Linked DNA regions of Sus scrofa: region 2 is linked to region 1. The links are chromatin contacts, called in public HiChIP or PLAC-seq maps. All regions are on one chromosome and are shown on one strand. Each heading gives the region's core, a stretch centred on a gene start, on an enhancer-like site or on the middle of the called end of the contact. The rest is flanking DNA. Distances are from core to core; before and after follow the strand shown.

Region 1 (7,277 bases), core at 1,637-4,136:
AGGGGTGGGGGAGGAGGTTTAAGTACGCAAGAAGCTTTAGAGAGGCTAAATCTGTCATGTCAAGGATGATTTATGTTTTAGAAAATGTTTATCAGGGCATTTCTAGAATATTTGCAGAACTGCTACTTGGTCTCTACAGAATAATTCCATAATTCTCCCAGCAAAAAGAGTGAATTCTCAGGAGTTCCTCCTGTGGTGCAGTGGAGGCTCAGGTTTGATCCCGGCACAGTGGGTTAAAGCATCTGGTGTTGCTGCAGCTGTGGCAGAGGTCACAGTTGCAGCTCGGATATGATCCCTGGCCTGGGAATTTTCATGGGTGTGGCCATAAAAATAAAATAATAATAAATTTTTAAAAATACATAATTTTTTTAAAAAAGAGTGATTTCTCCTGGCTAAGGCCAGATTTATGATGGTTGAAGTGGATTAGGGGCATGAGGGCAATAATGCAGATCAGGCTCTGTGAGTAAAAGTACAGCAAACAGGAATCAACCCACAAAAGACAGTGAGGCCAAGACCAAGAAATCCAAAGCCAGAGTCAAAAGTAACAGAAGAAGAGCCCCATTTCAAGATTATAGGTTGTAACTTAAGGCATCCAGAAAGGGAGGGATCAGCAGAGAGAACATATACGTGGTGTTATGTCTACCTGTGCAGTGGAGGAAGAAAGGGAAAGATCAGAAAAGCAGAAAGGAAAGAAAGAGAAAGGAATCTGAAAGGAGGAGGCTTTCTAAGCATTAGAAAGAGGGCTAGGGACAAAAATTCCAGGTCAAATTCTACTCCCAGCTTGCTGAGTAACTTCCTAGTCTATGAAAGGGACAATGGAGTGGGCTAGTCTTTTAGAATCTTTTTATCTTCAGCCTTCTGTGACTCTAAGATTACTGCTGTTACAATATCCCTCCTGTCTTCCTTCCTCTCACCTGCAAGTATTTATTATGAACCTAAGTCTGAGAATACGCATGGAGAAGCCAAGTCACCCACTGTCCTATAACAACTTTGGCATGCAACTGCTAGGGCCATCATATTGATTCAAAGGCAGCCAATCCTTAGGCTGGCCAATGAAATCAGCTCTCACAGCTGAGGGAATTAGATTCTCATGTGGAAATGAGTATAACACAGAGGACAGGAATATGGGCCCAAGAACCAGACCATCCAGGTCTAACTCCTGGTTCCACTACTTACTGGTTATATAAAACCCGGGGAAGTTACTTAATCCTATGGTGCTTCAATTTCCTCTGTTCTCAAATGGAGACAATAATACAACCCATCACTTAGGGTTGTTGTAAATTTTAAATTAGCTTATTCATGTAAAGTACTTAGAAAATGCAGAGCATATAATATTTAATGAATGTTAGTTACTCATATTCAAAGTGTTATTATTATTATTAATTACTAGTCTTATGAATTCAAGTTCGGAAAGATAGAGAGACAAAAATGGTTATCAGTTGGGGAGGAAAATGAAAAGCGTCAATGAGGTCAGGTTGGGTCATGGCAAACTCAAATTGCACACATACCAAAGCTATGATAGGACAGAAATTGTAAGTAAGCAGGGAAGCCTGTCAGTAGAGAAAGGGAGAAAACATACGAAGAGACCTAAATTTCATGAGAGAGGGAGATCCTGGTGCCCATGGGAGAGATGGGGAGTGACTCATCTTGAGAGGTGTCTTGATTTCTAATGCACACCAGATCCTGCCATCGTCTCAATATGATAAGCCCCATTTTCTTGAGGGTCTCCTTGAGAGCATAACTAAAACAAAGCCCACAGACTGGATGAGGCATAATGCTTGGGCTCAAAGAGTTCTTGCCTAGTGGTTATAAACCAGCAATTCCAAAACAAATGTATTTTCAGTAATGACGAGTTTCAAAGTATTTTACAGCAATCAGTTGTGCAGTTCTTTAACTTATTTGGAGAGGTGAGAGTATGGTGTATTCTGGGAGGGCTCCTTGGAGGGGGTGACACCAGCGTTGCATCAGCTTGGTAGGAGGGTATGAGGGAGAAGTCTAAGGAATTCAAACAGAAAGGGCAACAAAAGAAGATGCTCCAGAAACAGCCTGGGATGTACACAGAAGTGCAGGTCAGCCTCCTGGGCTTCTAGGAATTATAATCAGCAGATGGCCAGAATGGGTTTGAAAAGTGGGACAGAACTTCATTCAACAAGTACTTGCTGAGCATCCACCATGAGCCAAGCACCATTGGGGAAAGCATACACACAGCTGTGAGCAAGAGTATCAAGGTTCCCACCCTCTCTTGAAGCTTGCATTTCAGTGGAAAAGGCAAGCATCGTCCAGTAAGCAGAAAAAAATATTGAGTTTTAAATAGAATTAAGAACTACAAAGTCAAATAAAGCAGGATAAGGGGATAGAGAGTGGTGTGGCAAGGTGGGGAGAGGTTACTGTAGGCAGTTAACCAGAAGAGAAGAAGACAATGGAATAGAATCCTGAAAAAAGACATGGAGGAGGATCTTGGGAGCTTCTCAAAGTAGATTTAGGTGAGAGATTATCTAGGCCTGAAATAGGGTGGGGCTGGAAGAGATGGAGGTGAGGAAACAGTTCAACATTTACAAATAAACTTGTCAGGCCTTAGCGACTGTAATGATATTGTGGGTGTAAGAAAGGAAGGAATGAAGAACTCCCAGATTTCTAACTTAGGTAGCAAGGAAGGAAGGTAGTGCTGTCATAAACTGAGACACAGAATGCATGAGGGATAGCAGGTTGGGATGAAAGGTGACAAGCTGTCCTTCAGACAGAGGGGTCCTGGTGTGATCCCTTGGATGATGATGGCCGCAGCAGGGGTATCTGAAGCTGGAGCAGAGGCCTGGCTGCAGTTTGGACTTGGGAGTAAGTGGAACATGGATGATCAATGAAGCCATCAGTCTCACTGAGGTTGCCTGTTAGTCAGTCAACAAGTACACAGTGAGCTCTCAGCAAGTGCCAGGCGGTGTGGCAAGTCCTAAAGGAGCTTCCTTTTCAGTGAGTCATGAAAAAAAAATCTCCAAACAAGTAAAATGATTTCAAGTGTTGATGACAGGGTTTAAGAAGAAGTTAAAATAACGTCATGGCACAGAGTATTGGAGGGGAGGAGAGTGTGGGGACAGAGACTGCTTTAGCCATGGTGGCCCAGAGGGTTCTCCGTGAGGACAAGAAATTTGAAGAAAGCTGAGTAAGAAGGACACTGCCCTGTGAAAATCTGGATAAAGACCCTTTGAAGCAAAAGAACTTATCAATCTTTAGGTCCTCAGATGGGAGTGGACTTGGTATGTCTAAAGGACAGGTGAAAGGTCAGAGTGGGAGAGAAGTCAGAGCAGGCCAGATGGGGAGGAGACTGGCTTTTATCCTGAGGGAACAAGTAGAGTGAGAAGAACAGAAGCCTGAGGAAAGATTCCTGGGAAGCACTAGCCTGAACGACAAAGTGGATATAGTCACAAAACCACAGTAGGCTTTTGAGGAGCAAGTGGTAAATCCTCCAGCAGCACAAACACTTTACTTTTTGTTTTGTAACACAGAATGGCTCTATTTTGTGAAGGACAGAACAAAAGGGTTATTCACCTCTACCCACAGCCTACTCATAAGATCAAGGCCCAAGAAACAAACCCACATGTCCTGCCACAATTTCTTAAGTTTCTCTTCCAACATGATAGCTTTCGTTTACATGGTGATGTATAGATCAGCATGGACTCAGTGTCAACAGGACTATCTTAAGAGAGCTACAGAAAACAGTTCAGCACTGTATGCTTTCACAGTACAGATGAGAAAATGTAAGTGCACAGAAGCTAACGGGCTTTTCCAAGTCAATATGGGCCTAAGCTAAAGATAGTAGCCCTGTGTCTTCGTTCCAAGGTACTTTTCATTTGGCATCTCGCTCATGCCTATTTAGAGAAAGCTGTCATTAGAAGTTTTATGATCGCTGAGCCCCAGTGATGGACTGGAACCATCCCCATCTCTCTTTATCCACAGGTACGACACTTCGCTTGGACGTCTGGGATGGATGGAAGGAATTTCTGATGGGCTGTCTCCTTGGACAAACACTTAAAGTCCAACGCTATTTATCAAATGAAGGACCAGTACTGAAGTACGGAGATAAAGCAAATGCTAAACTAATTAATTTTACTAACCTTTCATAGGAACTTGACTCTGCCATTCGCTCTACAGCCGAGGTGCTGCTCCATGCAAGTTCCCCTTAAACACTGTTACTGACATATTTGCTAGAATAAGACAGCAGAGATGCCACCAGGGAGGACAGCCTTTGGCGATGGATTATAATTCGGGTAGACTTCCCTAGAAAACAATATCTAAATGGGTGACTTCAGTTTGGTTTGGATATTAGACTTTTAAAGGCACTTTTTAAAGTTTATCAGAATAAGTTCATTCTCACATTCAATTATTCTAAAAACCACTAATTGCTAACTGATTGGCTGAAAACATTGCTTGCTTCTTTTTAAGCTATCGTGTAATTTTCAAATTACATTTAAAACAAGCACTCAGGAGTTCCCATGGTGGTGCAGCAGCAACAAACCCCACTGGTATCCAGGAGGACACAGGTTCAATCCCTGGCCTTGCTCAGTGGGTTAAGGATCTGGTGTTGCCATGAGCTGTGGTGTAGGTCTCAGAAGTGGCTTGGATCCTGCATTGCTGTGGCTGTGGCATAGGCCAGCAGTTGCAGTTCTGATTCGATCCCTAGCCTGGGAAGTTCCATATGCTTGGGGGCAGCCCTAAAAAGATAGGTAATAAATAAATAAATAAATAAAACAAGCATTCATTCTTTTGGTTATACATGAAGTGTAACACATGCAGCTGGGACAGTGGAGGAGGGTAGGCACAAAGAAGCAGGTGGAGGAGTTCCCATCGTTGCTCAGTGGTTAGCGAATCCAACTAGGAACCATAAGGTTGCGGGTTTGATCCCTGGCCTTGCTCAGTGGGTTAAGGATCCGGCGTTGCCGTGAGCTGTGCAGTGGTGTAGGTCGAAGATGTGGCTCGGATCCCACGTTGCTGTGGCTCTGGTGTAGGCTGGCAGCTACAGCTCCGATTAGACCCCTAGCCTGGGAATCTCCATATGCCACAGGAGCAGCCCTGGAAATGGCAAAAAGACAAAAAAAAAAAAAAAAAAGAAGAAGAAGAAGGTGGACATTTTAAGATATCTCTGCAGCCAACAGCCTCCCAAGTGCATAAAGTGAATTACCCTTTAGGTTTTAGTTCACTCGTATTTTAGAACAGTGCCCCCTTGTGGTACTTTTATCATACTTTACAGAAGCCAGGAGCTCTCAGGGCTCTCTGAAATGACAGATCAGAAAACCAGCTTTTGCAATTTTATAAGATATTTAAATATTGGAAATTAATTTATATTTGGGTATGATTATAATTCTCTCTTTTTATGCTCTGAATCCAAAGGAATAGCTGTTGCACTGTTCCTTTGTTTGTTTTTTTTGTTTTTTTTAGGGCCACACCTGTGGCATATAGAAGTTCCCAGGCTAGGAGTCAAATTCAAGCTGCAGCTGCCCACAACACCAGATCCAAACCAGTTCTGTGACCTACACTGCAGCTCACAGCAATGCTAGATCCTTTAATCCATTGAACAAGGCCAGGGATTGAACTGGTGTTCTCATGGATACTAGTTGGATTCTTAACCTGCTGAGCCACAACAGTAACTCCTACATTGTTACTTTTAATAGTGTATATTTACTGAGTACTTTGTGGAACTCAGAGGGCCATCTAGCATATGGTAAGGAGGATATAAACGCAGGTGTCATTGCTATTACCAGTCAGCATGAAAAGTGTTATGATATGGGCATTGTGTGAGATAACACAGGAATGTCTGAGTTCCCTGGTGGCTCAGCAGGTTAAGGATCGGCATTGTCATTGCTGTGGCTCAGGTTGCTGCTGTGGTATGGGTTCAATCCCTGGCCTGGAAACTTCCACATGCCATGAGCACAGCCAAAAAAAAAAAAAAAAAGGATGACATGGGAATATACAGTATGGACAACTAACTAGACTTCAGGGAATCAGATAAAAGCATCCTGAGAAAGGGACTTGAAGGGTTGATACTTAGGTAACTGGTAGGGAGAAGAATAAAAATGTTCCAAAACAGATGGAAACACATGTAACCAAAGGTCAAGAGAATAGATTCAAAGAACTGAAAGAAATTCCACATAGCAGATTATAGAGAAAGAGAAAGCTAGTGGACAGAGGCTGGAAAGATAAAAAGAGGCCAGCTCATGTAGGCCCCCATAGGAAAGGAACTGAACTTTCTCTCTTTCCCTTTTTTTTTTTGCTTTTTAGGGCCACACCTGTGATATATGGAAGTTCCCAGGCGAGGGGTCAAATCAGAGCTACAGCTGCCAGCCCACAACAACACGGGATCCAAGGCACATCTGCGACACACATCACAGCTCATGGCAACACCTATCCTTAACCCACTGAGTGAGGTCAGAGATTGAACCCGCATCCTCATGGATACTAGTCATTCTTTTTCACTGAGCCACAACAGGAACTCCTGGACTTTATCTTTTAAATCATGAGAAGACATTGAAGGTATAGAAAAGCCATGATGAGACCTGCATTTTATAAACTTGGTTCTGGCTGTAGTGTGAGGAATAGAAACAGACACAGAGATAGTCCAGAGACAATAGCACCCTGAATTAGGCTTATGACAACGGAGGTGGCGCCAAAAAGACAGACTGTGAAAAGATCATTTAGGAGGCAGGATCAACTAGTCTCAGTAACAAGTGCCTCTAGTTCCCACATCCTGAGTGTTAACAATGAAAGCAAAGGCCAATTACTCCAATCAGGACAGGCTCTTCTCCCAAAATCAAAAAAAAAAAAAAAAAAAAAAGAAAAAAAAAAAGGATCAAATTCAGAGTTGCTGGTTTGCATTAAGGAATTTCAAAAGAAGTTGATACATGAACCAAAATGCCAACGTATTAATGTACAACTCTAATTAGTTACAGTCTAACTACGGGAAGGTCCTACAAATCCACATGTCTGGACAGAGCATCTTCCTCATACAGGAAAATTACATGGGAAGCCACATACACATGAAAAGATGGTGATGAAAAGAGACGGGAGTTAGTTGCATGCCGTAGGTTTTGGATGATACCAGGCTAGCTTGCCGCCATCTCTACAGTGGGGTCAGAAAGCCCTGCCCAAATGGATCCTGGACAATACCAGGTGGATCCCTGACTAGCTTTGCCTCCCTTATTATATTCCTGAACAGTCTTCACCAATCTTTCAACTTATGCTTGGGGTGCTAGAGGGAGAGGGATGGCAGCAAGGCCAGTGGAGCTGTAGGA
Region 2 (7,277 bases), core at 2,334-4,833, 110 kb before region 1:
CCGGAAATAATTACAACTTGAAATGTCCATCAGTTGATTTTTCCATATTGCAGGTTTATATTAGCATCAAAATGGTTGAGAAATATTATTACATTTACAATAACAAAAGCTGATATTTTGCATATATACAATTACCACACTATCTCAATGGTTCTATGAGATTGAAATATAATTATTTTGAGTACTTCCATTTGATTTATTCCTCTACAGACATAATTAACTATTAGAAAAGGAAGAAGAGGAAGAAATGTAAAGTTTTTTTTTCCACTCAAAATTTAATTCCTAAATGAAAACATGAAAAAGCTTTTTTTACATACCCATTCCCAGGAGAAGTGTAAGCCAAAGAATGTAAGAAAAGTCCACCTTACAACAGTCTGAAAATGACACCACAATCTAAGGCTTTCCAGAATGAAGGGCTGACAAGAGTTCAGTAAAGGGTATAGGATAGGGAAGTTGGGTAAATTTCTACTTCTCCTAAGCCTGGAGTTCATGGTAATAAAGCCTTGTGTTTTGACTGGTGTCTTAAGAAATCTGACTTTTATATATATATTTAAAAAAAAAATCAAATGCCACCAAAACAAGAACTTTGTAAAAAATTACCTATTACTCAGGAAGAGAAATAAAAACAATCCTCTGTTACTATAGAAAAAGGAGCTGTATTTTTAACTGAGTTAATTTAACAGTTTTGGCTTTAGAGAAAGTGCATTTGTTTTCTTCTGTTACATTTTTCACAATAACTTTTTTCTATGTTTCTTTTAAAAAGGCATATTTATTATTTATCTTAAAGAGATGGGTAGATACAAAAAGAACAGAACACAACCATAATCCTTTGCACCCAAAGACAAGGCTTTTATTTGAAGCAATATAAACAGTTCCATAAGTTTCGACAAATACATACAATTATGTAACCACCACCACAGTCAAGATATAAAATGTTTTATCATTCTTCCAAATTCTGTTATGCCCCTTTACAGTCAACCTCTCCCCCCAACCTCAACAACCACTACTGTATTTTTCTTTAATTCTTTTTTTTTTTTTGTCTCTTCTAGGGCTGCACCCATGGCATATGGAGGTTCCCAGGCTAGGGGTCTAACTGGAGCTGGAGCTGCCAGCCTACACCACAGCCACAGCAACGCAGGATCCGAGACGCGTCTGCAACCTACACCACAGCTCACAGCAACGCTGGATCCTTAACCCACTGAGCAAGGCCAGGGACCAAACCTGTGATCTCATGGTTCCTAGCTGGATTCACTTCCACTGCACCACAAGGGGAACTCCCTCTTTAATTCTTATAAAGACAAGTTTTAAAGTTTTAAAATCTTAGTATCCTTAGTACATTTTTTTTCACTTTCAGACTGTTTTGATTTATGCAAATAAAATTATTCATTCCACACATTCCCTCTCTCTCTCTCACACACACACACCCATATCATATAAACCCCCAGGAGGGAAGAACCCAAAATGGTTAGTAAAGGAGTATGTAATCACTATCTTTATGCAGATCAATAAAAACTTAAATTTTTGTATTAATGGGATCATGCAAGGGAAAAAAATGCAGGCTTTTTCCCACTCAGTGGTATCCTGTCATTCCAATAAATAAATATCTATCTCATCATTTTTAATAGCTGCAGAGGTACCATTATATAATCATATATATTTTAGGGAGATATGTTCTACTGTGCTAAAAGATTTTTCTCTTTCAAATATCAGTTTAAAACTTGATAATTAAAACTTGGAACTATATACCCTTTTTAAAATGTTTCACTCTTTCATGGAGATACTCTGATAAACTCAAGGAGAAAATTTTGGCTTCTAACTACTGACTTATAATATTGGAAGTAACATAACTTCCTTGAGTTTTGGTATCTAATGAGATGTAAAAAGCTCCTCACTTTAGTCAGAAGATTAAGAAGAGGGGGAAATGATGTACACAAATAAGAACAGAATAGCCACCTTAGAGACTCTGCAACATCACTTATCTACTGAAAACAAAACCAAACATTTTAGTTCACGAAATATTTTTTAAATGCTGAATTTTAATTCTGATGCACAATTCTGTGAAGTATATGTGCCAAATATATTATCCATATCATAGACAGATTATAATTTAAATGGCTAACCCCAGCCTCTCCAGATTCATATAAGCAATTGCCTATTCAATATCTCTGTTGGATTGCCTAACATGTTTCAAACTTAATGTTTATCAAATGAAATTCTTTTTTTTTTTTTTTTTTTTGGTCTTTTGTCTTTTTGTTGTTGTTGTTGCTGTTTCTTGGGCCGCTCCCACGGCATATGGAGGTTCCCAGGCTAGGGGTCGAATCGGAGCCATAGCCACCGGCCTACGCCAGAGCCACAGCAACGCGGGATCCCAGCCGCGTCTGCAACCTACACCACAGCTCACGGCAACGCCGGATCGTTAACCCACTGAGCAAGGGCAGGGACCGAACCCGCAACCTCATGGTTCCTAGTCGGATTCGTTAACCACTGCGCCATGACGGGAACTCCTCAAATGAAATTCTCAATATCTCTTTTCCTTTATTCTACCCCTGCTCTTCCTCATTTCTGTAAACAGCATAACTATCCACCCAGTTTCTCAAGGTTAAACATCTTAGAGTTCTCCTTGACTCTTCCCTTTCCTTTATTCCTCATATCAAACTCCATCAACTTCAAATATACCCATAATTCTATCACTTCCCATCACAGTCACTTCTAATAATCCAAACAACCATCAACTCTTGCATGGCTGCTGCAACAATGTTCTAACTGGTCTCTTAATTGGCACTCTTGCCCATATTTCACCTTCAGTCCATTTCTCCAAAGAACAACCAAAATGATCCTTTTAAAATCTGTCAGATTATCCCACCTCACCTCTGTTTAAAACCACTGCAGAAAATATTCCAAAGTCCTACAAGACCCAACACAATCTAGTCCCTGGCTCCCTCTCTAACATTATCCCTGCAACTCTCTCTCCCCTGTTCATTCTACTGCAGCTACTGGGGTTTTCTCCCACACCTTGAAAATGCCAGGTATGCTCTACCTTTATGCCTTTGCATTTGCTGGCTGTTCCCTTTCCTTGAAATATCCTTCAGAAATCTGCCTGGCTGAGTCTCTCACTTTAGACCTATGCTCAAATGTCAAAGCCTCATAGATACCTTCTCTGATCACCCTCTCTAAAATAGCCATCCTCCTCTCATCCCTGTCACTCCGCATCCCTCTAACGTGGCATGTCCTCTACATAGCACTTACCACTACTTGACAAACATAACTCTTTGATTACGTGTTCATTTCCTCTCTCCCATTCTGGAATACAATAATAATAATAACTGAAGCAATAATAATAGCAGCTAAATAACCATTAAATTACTACCAAGAACCAGATGTTTTATATGTTGTAAACAATAAGCCAATGAATTAAGTACTATCATCATCCCCATTTTACAGATCAGAAAAGTGAGGCACATACATGTTAGGTAATGTTCCCAAGGTCATACAACCGGCAGGTGGTGGCAATGAGATTCAATTCTTGTAAAGCAGTACTCAGAAACCACATTCTCAACTACTGCATTCTGCTTCCTCAATGAAAAGTACAAGCAGAGCCTCAAAAATGTATCATTTCCTGCTGCTGTCAGGATGCTTAAAGCACTGCTTACTGCAGAGTAGGCTGTCAAAATACATTTGTTGAAGGAAGAAAGCAAAGAAAAAAAGGAGAATAAACAAACTCAGACATATTGACAACTTGTCCTGATTATACAGTGAGGAATTTGCACAGCATAGACAAATTTGAGGCTCTGACTCCTCATCTAGGTTCTTTCCCCCCTGCCATGGCACGGTATTATCATATATCTGCTCTCATGTAATCTTCACAACCTTGTCAGGTCAAATAAAAATTAAAATTAATTTACACTGCTACAGATTAAAATAAAGGGCTTGGAAAGGGTAGAAACTTTTCCAGCATCACAAGTCAGTTCATATATCAACAGCCTGGAATAAACTCACATTTCCTGGTCTTGAAGTTTGTGTTTTCCCCACCACATTCTGCTGCCTCCTGAAGATGACAAATATAACTGGCTTACTGAGTTAACCCATCCTATGTCCCAGCTGAAATAAAAACAGACACATTCCTGTATGAAATGTTGGCAACAAGGGACTTTCAAAACTTCCTTTTGTTTCCAGATATTAGAACCTCTCCTCTTAGAAGAACACATGCAACATTCCTTGTAGCTATGCCTAAGCCTAAAAAGAGGGATAGATACATGCCTCTTTTAATAAACCCAGATTTTCCTTTCCTCTATGAAGTAACAGCAAAGATGAAAGTGGTAAAGATCTTTACAACATGTGTTGGATATATGAATTGTTCAAACACACACATACTCAAGGACAGAGCAAAATTTCACAGAAAGTAATCCAAGCAATAAAGAACAAAATTCTGAGCAATCTTTGAAACGTAATAACTTCAGGTGGAACATTTCCATAGCAAACAAAGGATTTTATGATTGTGCGCCACTTTTGATATTTAGCACGCATTCCCTAGGAACTCACATGATTACCACAAAAAAAAAAAAAAGGTTTTATTACAAAGAAAACAGATGCTAAAGGGAACTGACACTTCCAGCCTGCAAAACTGTTAGTAAGGGTATGTCAAAAGAATAAATAGTTTACAAATGCTAATCATTTTATTCAACACTAAACTATTGAGAAGGTCTTGAGGATTGTTAAACCCCAGGCCCAGGCCTTCAGCAAAACACACAAAGAGTAACTTGCTCAAAATTATACAGCCAATACAAGTAAGAGCTTAGATCTGAATTTAGGCCTATATCTAGAATGTGCTTGATTTCCATTTTGCCAGTAATGTACACAAGTCTCAAAACTGTCTAACCAGGAAAGTATCATGTGGGGTAATAATTTTTTTGAGATAATTAAAAGAAGAGAAGAAAAATGTGTCATCTGTAGTACCAACAATACTAGATTATTTAGTAAGTAAAATCCCTTCATTAATTCCTCTAATTGCTAAGCAGTGGTTGTCAAACATTTTGTGAAATTCCAGAATCTCTTTAGGGTACTTCATGCATTCTATAATTAGGATTTAATGAGCTAAGATTAAAATAATAATTTAAAACATAAAGTAATTATTACTAAGTTTTGCTTTTTTTATGCTGTAATTTTGCCCCAGATTATATCAGAGGTAAGAAGGAAAAGAGTTCCCTAACTCAACAACAAAAAATACTGCCTCATTCTATAAAAAGATTTTTTTGGTCAGGGAATCCAAAATACTTCCTATTGAGGCTGTAGTTATTTAAAGTCCTAAATACATTCCAATGGAGTGTATCAGCCCATAACTTTAGGTCTGCTCTTCACTCCAAAGTCTTTCTTGCATATGTAACTCAATGCAACTTAATAACAAGGGGTATTACTGTTTGGTACTAAAAGAAAAACAAAAATAAAATACTTAATCATGAATGTTGGCAGTATATTCAGTGTATTTTGGGTTCTGAACCCAGCTGCCAATGTGCATGGGGATCTTCCCCACACCATCAAACAACTCAACTCAATTCTGACATTATCTACCCCAAGATAGCATCCGATTCCACAGGTTAAGGGTCTGCTCTCACAAGAATCTCCATCCGCCACTTCAGATGCCAGTTGCAAATCTAAGTTGTCATCTGTGCTTCTGACCCACCAACTATAGACTGGTGGTTCCAAAAACCTCTACCTCATGGATTCAATTAATTTACTAAAGCAGCTCACTGAACTCAACGAAACATTTTATTTACTAGATTACCAGTTTATTATGAAAGGATATAACTCATGAACAACCAGATGAAAGAGATATATAGGGCAAGGTATATGGGAAAGGGTGTGGAAGTTTCATGCCTTCTCCAGGAGTGCAATTGTCCTTGCATCTCCACGCTTCCACCAACCTGGAAACTTGGAACCTATCCTTTTGGGTGTTTATGGAGGCTTCATTACATAGGCATGACTGATTAAATCACTGGCCACTGGGGATCATTCAATGTCCAGTCCTTTACCCCTTTCCTAAGGTCAAGGGTAGGACTGAAAGTTCCAATCTTCTAATCACCTGGTTAGTTCTAACAGCCAGCCCCATCCTTTAGTGGGGTCTCAAAGTGGCCTCATTAATATAATAAAAGACACCTTTATCACTATCTCTAAATTAAGCATACAGTTTAAAAATCAGTCTGTAATCAGTCTGTAATAAAATAAGTCAGTTATTTTATTAAAATTGGCTCATTTTCCCTACAAGCTAATATTTAGCAGAGAATAAAGCAATATATTCTCATTTTGAATGAAAACCTACCTAAAGGCATGCCAGTGTTTGCTAAGGAGCTAATAATAAACTGGTATAAGAGAACACAAGTACATGGCTTTGAAATTCCACAAGAATGCAGCAGCTACTTAGTATTTCTGCATATCCTAAAATTTAACATTGTGAATCTCTAAATAAATCACAAAAATTCTCCTATGGCATCTTTAACTCAATGTTTATCTCTATTTAAAACTTTGGTTTTCACCACAATATAAACACATTCAACAAAATGAAACACATAGGTAAAAACAAAAACAAAACTAGCTGTTCAGAAAAGAATAAATCGATTCCATTTCTACTGTGAACAAAACTGTTCCAAGAGGATTAAAAATTGGGAATTATCTTTCTGATAGAGAAGAAATTTTGCTTTTTAAACAGAAAATGAAAGAATAGAAATTCTGTTAAGTTTAGTTTTGAATGGTTGGTTAAACAGGAGAGAAGAAAAGTGATACCTGTACTTACTGTCGTTGGATCCCATGCTAATGAGGTCATCAGAATCAACATTGTGAACTATGGCTGCTTTGTACCCTGCTCTCTGTGCATTTAAAACCTGCAAGTCAGAAAACAGTCATGATATGAGGAAGAAAATGCTTTGTCATAAGGTCCCTTAATTTCAACAAACATAAATCAACAAGTCCATACCATTCAACTAGGACTAGTTATTTGAAGAGATTTCAACGTGTTCATGAAACATAATTGACATTTTACAATTGATTATCAACAACTTTTTTAGCTATCTTCTTGATTTCATTCACAGTATTAAGTGAAATGAAAAGCAAATAAAGGATAGAGGGAAAACCTCCCATACCAAAAGGATCCAAAGCAATAAAACTGTCTAGCTCTAAAGAGGTAAAGAGACTTGCCGTGATCAGGCTCAAGAGTCATCAGCCCTTGAGAACTCAAATCTACCGCCACCATTTATTAGCAGGATAAACTTGGGCAAAGTCTTTTTCTT

Evidence for each region. HiChIP or PLAC-seq counts read pairs in DNA pulled down with a chosen protein or histone mark.
Region 2: an H3K27ac HiChIP or PLAC-seq map of alveolar macrophages shows a contact between it and region 1, with 4 times the contacts expected there. The contact joins two enhancer-like sites. A contact is called at or near these places in 1 of 5 promoter capture datasets (liver), 8 of 47 Hi-C or Micro-C datasets (alveolar macrophages, blood, embryonic fibroblasts and 3 more) and 1 of 2 datasets of contacts at active chromatin or transcription factors (alveolar macrophages).

The regions. Positions count from the first base shown.
Region 1 is chr13:89,989,925-89,997,201 of Sscrofa11.1, reverse strand. It overlaps ANKUB1 (protein ANKUB1), which reads left to right. Exons shown (of 6, transcript XM_005654029.3): 4 at 3,949-4,063. Among named protein-coding and RNA genes, the nearest start is that of ANKUB1, 20 kb to the left of the region's middle. Within about 2 kb of position 2,886, at least 14 of the 83 cell types and tissues checked have an H3K27ac peak or open chromatin away from gene starts, as enhancers often do. A contact at or near this core is called in alveolar macrophages, where this site is marked.
Region 2 is chr13:90,101,132-90,108,408 of Sscrofa11.1, reverse strand. RNF13 (E3 ubiquitin-protein ligase RNF13) reads right to left here. Exons shown (of 9, transcript XM_013980793.2): 4 at 6,785-6,872. Among named protein-coding and RNA genes, the nearest start is that of RNF13, 70 kb to the right of the region's middle. Within about 2 kb of position 3,583, at least 5 of the 83 cell types and tissues checked have an H3K27ac peak or open chromatin away from gene starts, as enhancers often do. A contact at or near this core is called in alveolar macrophages, where this site is marked.